Regions from separate parts of the Mus musculus genome. Here region 2 is linked to region 1. A link is a contact called in public Hi-C data. All regions are on one chromosome and are shown on one strand. Each heading gives the region's core, a stretch centred on a gene start, on an enhancer-like site or on the middle of the called end of the contact. The rest is flanking DNA. Distances are from core to core; before and after follow the strand shown. Region 1 holds the start of Emx1 (empty spiracles homeobox 1). Region 2 overlaps Sfxn5 (sideroflexin 5).

Evidence for each region. A called contact is a pair of places that touch in the nucleus more often than the background predicts.
Region 2: a contact with region 1 is called in a Hi-C map of differentiating embryonic stem cells, with 7 times the contacts expected there. The contact joins the enhancer-like site here to the promoter of Emx1 in region 1. A contact is called at or near these places in 10 of 39 promoter capture datasets (the 3T3-L1 cell line, the C10 cell line, cranial neural crest and 4 more), 2 of 15 datasets of contacts at CTCF or cohesin (embryonic stem cells and stem cell-derived epiblast-like cells), 37 of 484 Hi-C or Micro-C datasets (ECoMG myeloid progenitors, bone marrow-derived macrophages, cerebral cortex and 13 more), 20 of 115 datasets of contacts at active chromatin or transcription factors (craniofacial prominence, embryonic forebrain, embryonic midbrain and 7 more) and 4 of 9 other capture datasets (adipose tissue, embryonic stem cells, liver and 1 more).

What each region holds. Positions count from the first base shown.
Region 1 is chr6:85,184,138-85,190,520 of GRCm38.p6, reverse strand. Emx1 (empty spiracles homeobox 1) reads right to left here and starts at 2,590. Exons shown (of 3, transcript NM_010131.2): 1 at 2,158-2,590. The coding sequence starts at 2,578.
Region 2 is chr6:85,227,591-85,233,973 of GRCm38.p6, reverse strand. It overlaps Sfxn5 (sideroflexin 5), which reads left to right. Exons shown (of 14, transcript NM_178639.4): 13 at 4,663-4,780. Among named protein-coding and RNA genes, the nearest start is that of Emx1, 43 kb to the right of the region's middle. Within about 2 kb of position 2,308, at least 7 of the 459 cell types and tissues checked have an H3K27ac peak or open chromatin away from gene starts, as enhancers often do. A contact at or near this core is called in differentiating embryonic stem cells, where this site is marked.

The DNA.
Region 1 (6,383 bases), core at 1,341-3,840:
ACAGAACGCGTAAGCCGGTTCCGTTTCGTTCTTGTAGGGTTTCGTTTCTTGCACCAAAACGGGACTGAAGTGAGCATCGCGGAGACCCGGTTCTCCAGAAAACACGGCGCCGGAGGGCCTGGGACTGCTGGGTTCTTAGCCCGGAGACCCAGTGGAATCTGGAAGAGGCAGCGTCGCCGGTCTGCAGGCTGCAGGGCCATGGCACTTCGGAGTTGGAAAGGGTTGATCAGCACCCATTGGACTTCCGAGTTCGCAAGCGCGGTCACACTCAGATCCTTCCCCGCGTCGAGACGCGGTTCTGGAGAGAAAAAGCCCACCGTTTGTGTAACTCCACAACGTATCCGCTGGGACCGATGGCTCAGAGAGCAGCGGAAATTTCCTGGAGGGTTTTGCGGAGGATATACTGGCCTCGCTTGGCTGAGGATGCTCGGAGCCCGAGAGCTGATCTCTCTCAAAAGGCACATCCAGCCTCGGGCGAGCGGGATCAGCGCGCGGGGCCAGAGGTGTGAAAGGTGGAGAGAAAAACGTGAGATTCCGAGATTCTGGACTAAGGGCCGAAAAAGCCCCATCCAGGAAGCATCTTGAGTGTGCTGAGGCACTGGACTAGGCTAGGAGCCCTTAGCACCCTGTCTTCCAGGGTCCCGGATCCTTCACCAAGGGTTCCAGGTCCCTTGAGCCGTGGGCTCACATCCTGGAATAATCAAAATTCCGCCAGTGGGCGCGAAGCTGAAGATAGAGCCCCCCTCCCCCGGAGGGGGGACGCGGGTAGTTGGCTAAATTAGAATAAAACCTCATTTTAGTAGTAAGCATTGGTGTTAAGTGACGGGAAATGTTACCTAAAGCAGCTAATACCTTAGGCTTTTCCGCTCCCGCCTGCGCACACTTTTTGAGGAGAAAAATATACCCACAAACATAGGCGCCGAAGTAACCACACTATTGGATCCACGGGAATTTCTGTATGTAGTGGCCAGGGAAGAGCGGGGGTCATTGATAAATCGGGCCCTCTCTAAATAGCCTTCTCCAAGTCAGTCAAGCGACTATAGCTAAAGATTCAAGACATTTTTCCTTTTATCATATAAATAATTGTATCACATATCAGATTCTCTTTGGCCGCGTAGCTCTGGCTCAATGTCAGTGTAGCTCCTGGAGCTGCTGTTTTATGAAACGCTAAATTTACCTGTAAATAAAGTCTATATCAAAGTGGGAACTAAGCAATTGCTATAGGAATCAAGGCCAAAATTTTCTTTTAATGAAAGAAAAGAAAACTGCACATCCAAGGAAGAAAATTATCTGCACTGGACACAACTCTCTCTCTCTCTCTCTCTCTCTCTCTCTCTCTCTCTCTCTCTCTCTCTCTTTAGGAAAGTCAGATAACTGGTGTGTGTGTGTGTGTGTGTGTGTGTGTGTGTGTGTGTGTGTGTGTGTTTGTGCGTGTTTAAAGCTTTTGGAGGGGTCTTAATTAGCAAACCAGATGCGGCTGCAGACGGGGTGGGGTAAGACTAGATATGACCTTAAAAGCCCTCCTCTGCCACTACCCCTCTCAAGAGGACTGTCCTGAGCTCTAGCAACCGGGTGGGCTCCTGGAGGAGGTCAGTGGTGAAGAAAGCCGGTTTGTTTTCGCAAGCCTTTTCCACTTTGGGTCGGAGAGGGCACATGTAACTGGGAAAAGTCTGGCCAAGGTTGCTGAGAAACGTCCCAAGAAATCCGAGTGAACGCACCACGCTGCCCTGCTTCTCACAGAGCCAGCGAATGCAGGTGGACTTTCCCCTGCCCCGACGCGCCAAGAGTAGTGGTGACCAAAAGAGCGAAGTATGGTCACAGCTCAGAGCTCTGGCGCGGGAAGGGCAGAGGGCCAGCATTTCAGGGTTGGGACTGGTTTAGTCGGAAAGGAGATTAAGGTTGGCCACTGGAGGGTCTGAAAAAGCTCCTAGGATGCTCTCGGCCTTCTATTCCAATTGGCTTTATTCCTTGAAAAGCGTGGCGGTCCCAACCTCACTTCTTGGGTGGGAGACCAACGCAGCAGACCACAGGCTAATCGCCTGCGCACAGTCCAGGCTGATCCCTAAGCCTTGTCCCCCCACAACTTCTGAACATCCCCGCCGCCGCGCCTAGCCTCCCCCCGCATCCCCGGGTCACGAACACGGCATGGACACTCACCCTGGAAGCGGTGGCCAAAGAAGCGATTCCGAAGCACCCAGGGGTAGAAGTGGAGAGGGTCCCGATGCTGGGCGCTGAAGAAAGAGTGAGGGGGTTGCAGCGAGGAGGAGCCCAGCTGGTGTGCCGGGTGCACCGTCAGAGCCGGGTGGTTCATGGCCTCTGGGAACACCAGCTCCGGCCCTCCATAGAGCGAGCGGCCGGCGCCCGCAGCGGCAGCGGCAGGGAAGCCACTCACGAAGGCCGTCTCGGCCGCACTGGGGTGAGGATAGTTGAGCGCCGTGGGCCTGAGCGGTTCCTCTGATGCGGCCACAGCCAGTGGATGGGAGCCCGCGCCCCCGCTGCCAGGACTCCCGCCGGTGCCACCATCCTTGGCCACCAAGGACTCTATGGTGAAACCCCGCTTAGCCGCGGGCTGGAACATCGTCGCGGCCGCCGAAGCGGAGTGAGGTAGCGGGGCTCTGGGGAACGCTCGGTGCCCCGGCGCTGCCGCCGTGCGGGGTGTGCACCAAGCCTGGCACATGCACTCACGCCCGCACCCTTCACCTCCCCCGCCCGCCCACCCGCCCGCGCTCGGCCCTTGCGGACCAGCCAGGAGCGGGGCGGCGAGGGGCGTGCGAGAGCCCTAACACCGAGTTGGGCCACTGCGCACCGCCTGGAGCGTGGTCCCCGCGGCCCAGCAGGCAGCTCCTCTCAAACGCCCGGGCGCGGGCTGCCTGTGCTACTGAGAGCCGCTTCAGCGGTCCTCCTGGATCTCTCCCTTACTAATCAAGCTGTGACCGACCACCGCCCGTGATCTTTCTAGCTCTGCCGGGCCAGGCCTGGGCTGCAGCTCTGCGAGGAGAGAGTTAGCGGGCACCTGCCCCGCGCTCCCCCATTGGCCACCGCTCACCTGCCCCAAGGTGGGGGGCGGGGCGGGGCGGGGCGATGGATGGCGGGTGGGGGAATACGGTCCCCAGTCGGAGGCAAAAGCCGGACTGGAGCATTGGTGCTTGATCTAGTGTCCTCCTCCTACCCTCCACTCTGCATCTTGATTTTCTGACTTGGTCCTTTAGCCTCCGCCACACTCTGCTCTGAGGGGGACATCTACAAAGCCTGGGCTTGAGGAAATATACCAAACCCTCTTCAAGCACGTACCTCAGTTGAACCCCCTCCCTTCGCCCTGGGATGTCGTTTCAGTTCTTAGAGAACTTGGATACAAGCTTAGGATGGGTGTTTGGGGTCCAGCCTAGATTCTCCAGAGAACCTGGTCTACGTTCGCCTAACCTAAGAGAGCTCTCCCCTCACCCACCATCAGCCTCCGGAGCTGTTTTCTGAAGCTGCGGTTATGTTTCTGAAATTTCACATTTTTATGGATTTGGGGAACAGTGCTTCAAACAGGATATGCATTCTTTTCTCAGGGGCCAGGTTCGCACTGTCCGGGGAGGAGCGACATAACCCATCACTCCGCAGCTCTCCCGCGGCAGTTCGCAAGGGTTCCAATGCAGCGGTTTTGCCAGCCTTCCCCCTCCCTCCCTCGCGCTGCGACCATCTCCCACTGGACCACGGGGCTTAAGCTCAGAGTGATTTCCTTTCCTTGGGCGTCAGTATTGGACGACAAGGCCAAAATGGGGTCTTTGGGTCACTGCATTCTAAATTGGAGCTGGCCTTGCTGTTCGCGTGGTTCTCCAGAGGACAGGCCAGTGGTCCTTGGGGGGAGGGGAGTGGCATCCTAGCTTCTTGGACGTGTGACCTGCGACCTGCGACCGCGGGCCAGTGTCCCAATCTGCTCAAGTTAGTTTCCAATGCAGGCACTAAGTCCGGAGGGCAAGAAGGCGGTTGACCATTAGAACCTGTACTCTGTAATCTATCTACCCCAACCTTCCAGGGTACTGTGGCCTAAGGGGTCTCTTGGTTAGGAGGTCCAGACCCAGTCAGTCCTTGGTCGCATATGGCGGGAGAGGAGGAGGGCGAAGATAATTTTCCTTTTTTGACGCTGCCCTGGTGAGTCCAACTGGCCACAGCAAAACCCAAACGCTTACCTCCTAGCTGGGCCTCCAGAACCCCGAAGGGCAGTGGGGTCTACACCCCCTACAACTATGGGGACTCCAGGCCAGGTCTTGCAGCGGCCCGCCGAAATGCCCGGAGCCTTGGTCTGGAGAAGCGCTCGGGGCGCCCTCGCTGCTACAAAGCGGGTTAAAGTCTATTTTCCACTCCACTGCTCCGAAAAGCCCCCGCAAGCCTGTACCATTCCGACCCCCGTGGGCGAGATGGGGAGGAGGCGGCGAGAGGGGGCTGAAAGAGGACCGCACCTTGCAGCCCTTCCCGTCCTGGGTGACCCAGGACCAGATACTTGGGTTTCCCACTCTTTACCAGATTCGCGCTACTCACCCTGTCTCACCCTGCCTTCTCCGGATCTCTGCAACTTCTTATGATGCTTTGCCAACTCCCCCAACCCGATACCTGACTCAGATCGTCCCTTTTCAACTCCTGCTTCCTCTGTCCACATAAGGATCAATCTTTCCCTCTTTTCCTTTGCCACATACTGGATGGCAGGGCGGGGTGGGGGTGTTGATCACTAAAGTGGCAGAGGTGGGCATCAGAAGAAGGTCTCCTTGGAGCAAGGTCTGGGCAGAAACGGAGTTTCCATTGAGTAAAACTGTCTAGGCTTAAGCTCTGGGGACAACCAAGTGTTGGGCTCTATGGGGGAGACAGAACAGGCCCCCTTTCTGGTCTGTGTGCTCTGAGTCCCACAGGTCATCCTCAGGCTCCTCCTTCTCCCCTCGTGTCTAGCCCGGGCAGTAGCTAAGAACCCCTTAAAGGAGGCGATCAGCTGGGAAGCTGCACTGTCTCCACCATCCCAGTCTCGCATCTAAAGAACCTGCTCGGCTCATCACTGCTCCTAGGCAGTCCTCCACCCACGCGCCTTCCTCCCTATTCCTCTCCAGAATTCCCTAATCCCCTCCTGTCAGGCTGCAGGCATTGATACCTGCCTGGTTTCCTGACCTCTGCTCCCCTTAGGGCCTCCTCTTCCTAGCTACTCCCCTGCAGCAGCTGGAGAAGTAGCCAAGGCTTCCATCCCTTACTGGATTCTGCATGGAAGTTCTGACCTTCACCCAGTTCTCTCTTCCTGCCCTCCACCCTGCTCTGCCCTCGCCCCCACAGCATGCACACCTCTCCTTCTACCACCATCCTTTACCAAAATACCCCCCACCCCACCCCCGCCACACACACACCTTTCACCTTCAGCCTGCTGCCCACTTTATCATCCTGTGGTCTCCCTTCCCATCCAAACTGTTGGGCTCTGCAGGAGAGGGAGGCCCATCACACACAGTAAGAGCTCCTACACTCCACACATCTGCCTGGCTGTGCCAGCTCATCCCACATCTGTCCAGCCTTTTCCCTCGATTTCTTCAGAGATCCTGGCACCTACTCTGCTGATCCAACCTGAACCATCTGGACCATTCTGTCTGTTTCTCTCTCCTCAGTCTCTGAGATGGCATGGACCAAATGCAGACTCTGTGTACTGGACCATGAGACTTGTTCAAGCATCCTGCCTCCAGTGCATAGCTTGTAAGTGACAAAGGTTCTATGGGAATTCTGCAGAAATTCAATCAATAACAGATACTGCCCAGGGACAACACCCATTCCATAGAAGCCCTGGAGAAAAACCACCTGGGAAGCAGCTACCCTCTTTGTTGGGATGCACTAAGGGAGCATCTTCAAGACTTCCCTTTAGCTTCAGGTGGTTGTGCAGTATCTAGCCAGGCCAGGTAATTTCTCCATCAGAGCCTTGGCTATGAGCGAAACTCCATGTAGTATCCTCACCTGTCCCCTCTCTCTTCTAGTTTTCATTTCTTCATTTCTTCTCCAACTGACTTCCTGTTCATGTCTCCCACCCTTCAAAATATTTTTCTATCATGTTTCCCTCTGTCTCTTGACTTTTCTTCTTAATCACCCACCATCATTTTTTCTTTCTGAAACAGGTAAGGTCTTACTCCAGAGACCTTGAACTCACTATTTAAACCAGGCTGCCCCAAAATTCAAAGTGAATCTCCTGCCTTTCTCTTTCCAGGAACTGGGATTTTAAGAATGTGTCATCACACCCAGCTGACCCTACAACTTTCTGAATTCTTTAGTCTCTGGCAAGTTCTCTCACTGCCTCTCTTCCCACATCCTCACAGTCACTTCTACCCAATCCCAGCAGAAAAGTGGTTTGCAAACCTCCGGAACTTTCATGAGCACTTCCT
Region 2 (6,383 bases), core at 1,059-3,558, 44 kb before region 1:
GGGGACCCTCTGGGATCCAGTATGCTTAAAGGAAAGCCTGCCCATTGGGACAAATAGACAAAGGTCCTGGGCACCCACAGGAGAGACCCTTCAATCCCAGAAATGGGCAGAGCCTTTGTATCTGAGCATTGAGATTAAACACGATTAATCTGGGACAGGTATAGTGGCCCAGAACTCAGACAGATGAAGCAGGATTGCCATGTCTTTGAAAGTAGTCTGGGCTACATAGTAAGTTCCAGCTTGGGCTAAAACCTGAAACCCTGTTTTGAAAGCAGTTTAAGAAAAAAGGGAAGGGAAGAGAAGAGAAGGGAAAAAAACAAATTTAGCATGGGAACTGACAACAAATAAACAACAGCAAATTATAGATTTGAAGAGGGCAGTTCTTTGTTTATCTGGTCTTGGTGTAGCCCTCTCCTGTGAGTCTCAGGACAGATATGCAGACCAGGGCCAGGTGAAGAGGGTGTGGCTTTCTGCCGTGGGGGTGGGGGTGGGGTGGAGGGTGGGGAGCCTGTGCTCATTGAAAACTGGTTAGTCACCTGTCACTTGTGCAAGCCTGGTAGGACAGAGCCCTCACCTGGCAGCTCAGGCAGAGAAGTCTTCTTATATACACATACACAGGCATCAAAGGGCAGCGGAGCTGGGGAAGCCTAGGACTCCTGCAAACTTGTCCCACAAGGCTCGGAGAGCTGCTGAGGGAGAATGCAGTCTCATCTCCCCACGCTGGGATCCAGAAGCAGCTGGGGGATCCAGAAGCCCTTGGCTACGGCAGGTTTTATGGCCCAAGAGAATTTGGCTTGCTGGGATAAAGTAGGCAAATCCACTGCAGACAGCAGGAGCACAGCTGAAGCTCCAACCCTCCTCCCTGAAGCAGCCGGCAGCCAGCAGCCAGCAGCCAGTGCAGTTTCCAGGTCCCTCAAAACTACACCCAGGAGTGGGGAGAAGCCTGGCTCAACCAAGGCCAGCCAGAGGCCCGACCTTCAGCATGGATCTGCTGGAGAGGAGCATGACCTGCAGTGCCTTCCCAGTTTGCATAGGAACTGAGTTGGCAAAAAGTTGAAGGAGGGTCAGCATGCCATTGCTCTGTGGGCTTAAAGTTTATTTTAGGAGTTATAGGAGGTGGGGTGGAGATTATTTTGACTTTGAACCCTCCCCAGACTAAGGGGAGTCAGGAGTGCTACAGGGCCTGGCTCACCCTGGAGGAAGCCGTGGGCTTGGGAAATGAGAAGTCAGTAGTCAGGGCTCCACACAGCCTACTAAATAGTTGGTCCTTTCCTGGGGCTCCTGGGATGATTTTGAGGGAGAAGAGTCTAGTTCCAGTTCCCTCAGGAATGTTAAGGTGGATGAGACTCAGTTGTACACTCAAAGACTTATTAATCTCATGCCCACTGTAAAACCACCAGGACTGGATGGCAGGAGAGGCAGGCACTGGAGCAGAGCCCGCTGAGGCTCCTAGTAGGGACGTTCGTTCTTCCAGCCTCAGTTTCCCACCGAAAATGAGGACACTGCCCTTCCTGCTCTTCCAGGCTTGGCATTTTTCACCACTCCAACATCTCCCTTTGATGCAGGACAGGCAGCTGTGCTGTCCAGAGTTCTTGGGTGCAGAGTTTCAGGGCTAATGAGAGGGGGCAGCCCCCACCCTCCCGAGCCAGGTTGGGTGAGGAAGTCTGGACAGCCAGGGAGAATAGACAAAGGCACACTTACAAAGCAGCTGACTTGCAAATTAATGGAGCGCAAAGTAGGGCTGCGCTGTAAGTGCTGAAGGAATGCACAGCACTGGGGGGGGACCAGCTGTTGTGTGGCAGCAGCCTGGCTTGCCTCTGGCCTCAGTCTATCTATCCTCTCCGGCAGGAGCACTGGGGTCTTGATTCTGGGCCTCCAGCTAGGATTAGACAGAGGTGGAAAGAGACTCTGTGTGCCCCATTGTCCTTGCCATTGAGACCAAAAGAAGTATGAGACCACCACCTATGCTGGAAGTGCCCCCCCCCAACCTCATATTCCACACCTTCCCTGTAGACCCTACCATCCAGGAAGCTGAGTTCAGATCCAGCACTGACTGGGAGGCCCCCAGATTCAGTTCATCAGCACGGAGGCAGGTGTCAGTGTAGGGACAGAAAGGCTCCCCAAGCCTTGCAACCCTGGCTCAGGATATACTGGAAGAGTGAACGTGGGTGGTGGAAGCTGTGTGGAGGTCCGGGCCCCACTCATGGTAGATCCCTGAGTCCACTCCCCAGCTCCTTCCCTGCCTGTGATCCGGGTCTTCCCTTTCTCCAGGCATTCGCACATCTCTCCATCTGCATATTTTAACTCCCCCAGCTGCCTTTCCAATCCCTGCCTGCCATTTCCCTCTTCTCCCCTCCCCCCATACTGCTGTGTTCCCTCTTGGGGGCTCTGGACTAGACTCCTCAGGCTTCCCAAAGGTTGCACCCCTGGGGCTCCCTGGACCCACCTGCGCACCTGCGGATAAGGGACTTCAGCCTGCCTCCCTGAGGAGTCAAGGTCATGCCCATGGATGGGAGTTTGTCCAGTGTTACTTCCAGGAAGTCCCAGAGGATCTGTCACCCTTCCCTGCCCTAGGTGACCCTCAGGGATGTGCCTCCAGGAACTCTATACTCTTGGAGAACTGTCACAGGGCAAGAAAGACAGCCCTAAGTCCTAGGCATGAGAAGATGATCAGAGATGATCTTGGCCTCATTCCAACCTCTATGTGACACCCCAGGAAGCCTAAACTAGAAGGATAATGGGGTGCCACTTCTCTTGGGGCTGAGCTTGATTTTGGCATCCTTTGTCTTGTTCCTCTTATTTCTTGGGAGAGCCCTTACCCCAATCCCCAGTTACTCAACCTAGGCTTTATCCAGCATTCACACAGAGCATGGGGTCTGGGCCAGCCAAGAAGGGCAGGAGAACAATTCTACTGGCAGGATTTCCTATCCTTCATGCAGGTAGCAGTGGCAGCGGCAGAGATGATGTACACTTACCTGCTGCCGAGCTGGCTGACCTTTGGATTTGCTCAGAACTGATAAGCAGTTGGGTCTTGGTTAACACCTGACTGAGAACATGAAAGGCAGCACCTCTCAGAGGTGCGATCTGGAGACTCATGAATGCCAGTTCCTGGGTCTAATGCCAGCAGAAGGAGGGTCCCAGGGAATCAGGAGCCACTTTTAACTAGACCATTCCAGGGTGCACTGCAAGTCTGAGAACTGCTACTCTCAACCACACTGTTTGCTGAGGGGGCAGGTGTTCTTGAGTTTGCCCCAGAAGGTAAAAGTGAGTGAGGGTTTGCTTACTCCCATCCTTGGGATCCTGACCACAGAGGGATGGATTGGTCAGTCTTCCCTCATTCGGATAAACATCTGAGATTGGTAGAAAACCCTCGGTTTCAGATGGTTTCACCTGTCATCTAGCCTTAGCCCTGGGGCATCAGGCCAACGTGGTGTGCATAGGAGCGGAGCAAAGCTGGCTCCTTTATGTAGTGGGAAATGTAGTAGGAGAGGGACTGGACTTCCCTTATGTCCCTGAAGGGCACCCCACCTCAGTGAACTGAGACCACCCACTGGACCCTAGCTCTTAGCTTCTGCCATCTCCCAACATGATCTAAACCTTTAATGTATGGCAGCTTGCAGACACATAAGATCTAGACTGTGTACAGCAAGGGCCTCTCCTCTATGACTGGAGCCAGACCTGCTGGGGGGGGGGCGGGGGGGGGGGTCGAGTAAGAGCTCCTGTTGTAATGTACTCCACAGGCCGGCCCTGTGAGGCTGCTGTGGCCACTGAGGTCGGGTTTAGGGCCCATCTAACATCTTTAGCAGATGATCCAGGTATTCAGTTCTGCTGGCATTATCCACTCTCCAGGGGCAGAATGCCATAGATCCTGACAAATGACCATTTCTGTAAGTGTTGTGAATAGGTACTTGTCAGCTAGGGTGGCCTACCTCAGTCCCAGGAAGTCATTCAAACTCAGCCCATGGAATCCTTCCCCCAAACCTGCCATAGGGAGTGTATGATAACTACATCATGCAGGGAGGTGTAGCTGTCAAAAGGTCCTGAAGTCAGGAGCCAGGAACAGCTATGGTGATAGCCACACAGGGTATTAGAGTCCAGGCAGCTGCCTGCAGAATTACCCATGGTCATGTCTGCCCACCCCATGGCCCTTGGATAGAAGTGGTAGTCAGTGGGATGTCTTCATTTTTCATGCACAGGACAGGACTGCATATCCCTGGTCACATGTATATGTTTGTACATGCACATGTGTGTGTATGTATGTGTACCTAAGTGTATTTGGTGTCTACTTTCTGGATGGCACATACTGGGGTTTTCCTGCTGTTTAGTATATCTAAAGGATACCTCTCATACGTGTGTGTTTCTTTAGTAGCCAGGGATGACAGTCACTTTCTGTCCACCCATCACCATGTACAGGGGCTAGACACATTGTAGATGGGTGGTCCACTCTAAGAATCATGACATGTAGCTGAAGGCTCCTGGCTGGGTCCACTACTGTCCTTCATAGCCATGTGTAGGGAAAGCAGTGGTAACTAACAGAAGCCCCAAAGACAGTGCCCACTTTTTTACTAGGCTAGATATACACCGAGCGTGGGGCCCAGCTTGGCAGCTCATGGCCAGCCAGCCTAGGCTATATACTTCATGTGGCCTTCCTTCTCTCCACAGGACAGCTCTCTTGCAAGCACGCCCGCGGCTACTCCTACCTGTGCATAGCCTCGTGTGCCTGGCAGCCTTCGGCCTGGCCCTGCCGCTGGCCATCAGCCTTTTCCCGCAGATGTCAGAGGTCAGTGGGGGGTCCAGGGCAGGGCAGGGCAGGGAGGAGTCATTTATTATCAAAGACTTAACCCAGTACTGAGTGCCAGTACTGAGCCGGGTTCTGTGGTGAGAGCCATGCATGAATCCAGGTATGATGGCTTATGTCTATAATACCAACCTTTTAGGCTATGGCAGGGTTGGGGTGGAGGAAATGAGGCAGGAGGACTGCTGTGGGTTTGAGGCCAGCTTGAGCTACAAAATCGTTTAGAGATCAGCCTGAGCTACAGAGTGAAAATCCTTTTTTAAAAAATCACTCACTCACTCACTCACTCACTCACTAATCAATCAAGTGAATCTGGCCAAGGCTTAGACCTCTCAAAGATGACTGGCAGAGAGCAACACAGGATGCTATGTAATAGCAAATGAAGCTCAAGGAAGGTTAAGGTGAAAGGAAAGAGGCAGCTGGGCAAACAGAATCTGAAGGGAAGTGGTGCGTCCCGGGGCGTGCAGGCTGGGTTGGAGTTGACACACAGGCTAAGGATCAGCTGGTGTGAAGATTCTGAGGTAAGGCAGTACACAGCATTTGATACCTGAATGAGGTCTGCCCTGTGAGCAATAGTGGAGAAAGATGACGTAAGCCAGGTAGAGCAGGCTGGACCTGGGTGGGTCTGGGAACTCATAGGCTGAAGCAGAGGGGAGAGGAGACAGCATCCAAAGAGCTGCACAAAGGATTCTTGATTGTGAACGGATGGTCTCCATGGATGCTTCATGAAGCTGAGTTGGAGCTCTGGAGAGGGAACCATCAGGAAGCTGTGGCGGGCATCCAGTGAGAGATGATGGCGGCTTGGACCAGGCTGTTGGCAGTGGGCATTGAGAAGTGGGGCCATTGTGAGAGCGGGGCAGCCGCTTCCTTGGGATTTTCGTGTGAAGAACTGCATGTGGCAGGAGGGGAAGGAAGCCGGCAGGATGTGCGCCTGGCTTTCTGGTTTTGAAACCAGAAGGTAGATGTAGTTGCGTTGTCACAAGATGGAGACTGGAAGAGGGGAGAGTTGAGGTAGGACAGAGCCGAGTCAGTTTGACCTGGGGTGGGGCGGGGAGGGGGGGCAGGAGCCATGTTAGTGGAGGTGTCCTGTGAGGAGCTGTGTCCAGGTTTACAGTGTAGGACAGTGTCCTAGGCTGTAGGGATAGGAAGGAAGCCACCAGGTAAGGGCAGAGCCAGGGTCACTGAGATGGGAATGTCCAAAGTCTTTGAGGTTAGAGAGTGTCCCTGTCCTTAGACTATGAAATTGAGAGTGAGGCTTGTCAGGGAGCTGCCACAGACCTCCAGAGCTTTTTAGAATTTGTTTGTTTGTTTGTTTTTAAATAAGGAGAAAGAACAGAGAACTTCAGGGAAAGAGCAAAGTCCATGAAGAGATAAAAGGACTAGTGTACAGCCCAAGGGACCAGCCTTGGCAGGGGAGAACCTTGTGTTCCTGGTAGCTGGTGGAAAGGGTGGGCAGACGGCAGGTGCAACTGTGAGTGGGGGTACAGGTCATGACCAATCAGAGGCAAGGGCCAAGAGTGCACAGAGCCAAACTGCTGTTTACAACAGCTGAGCTCATGGCTAGAGAAGGCCCGTTCTGAATGAGTGA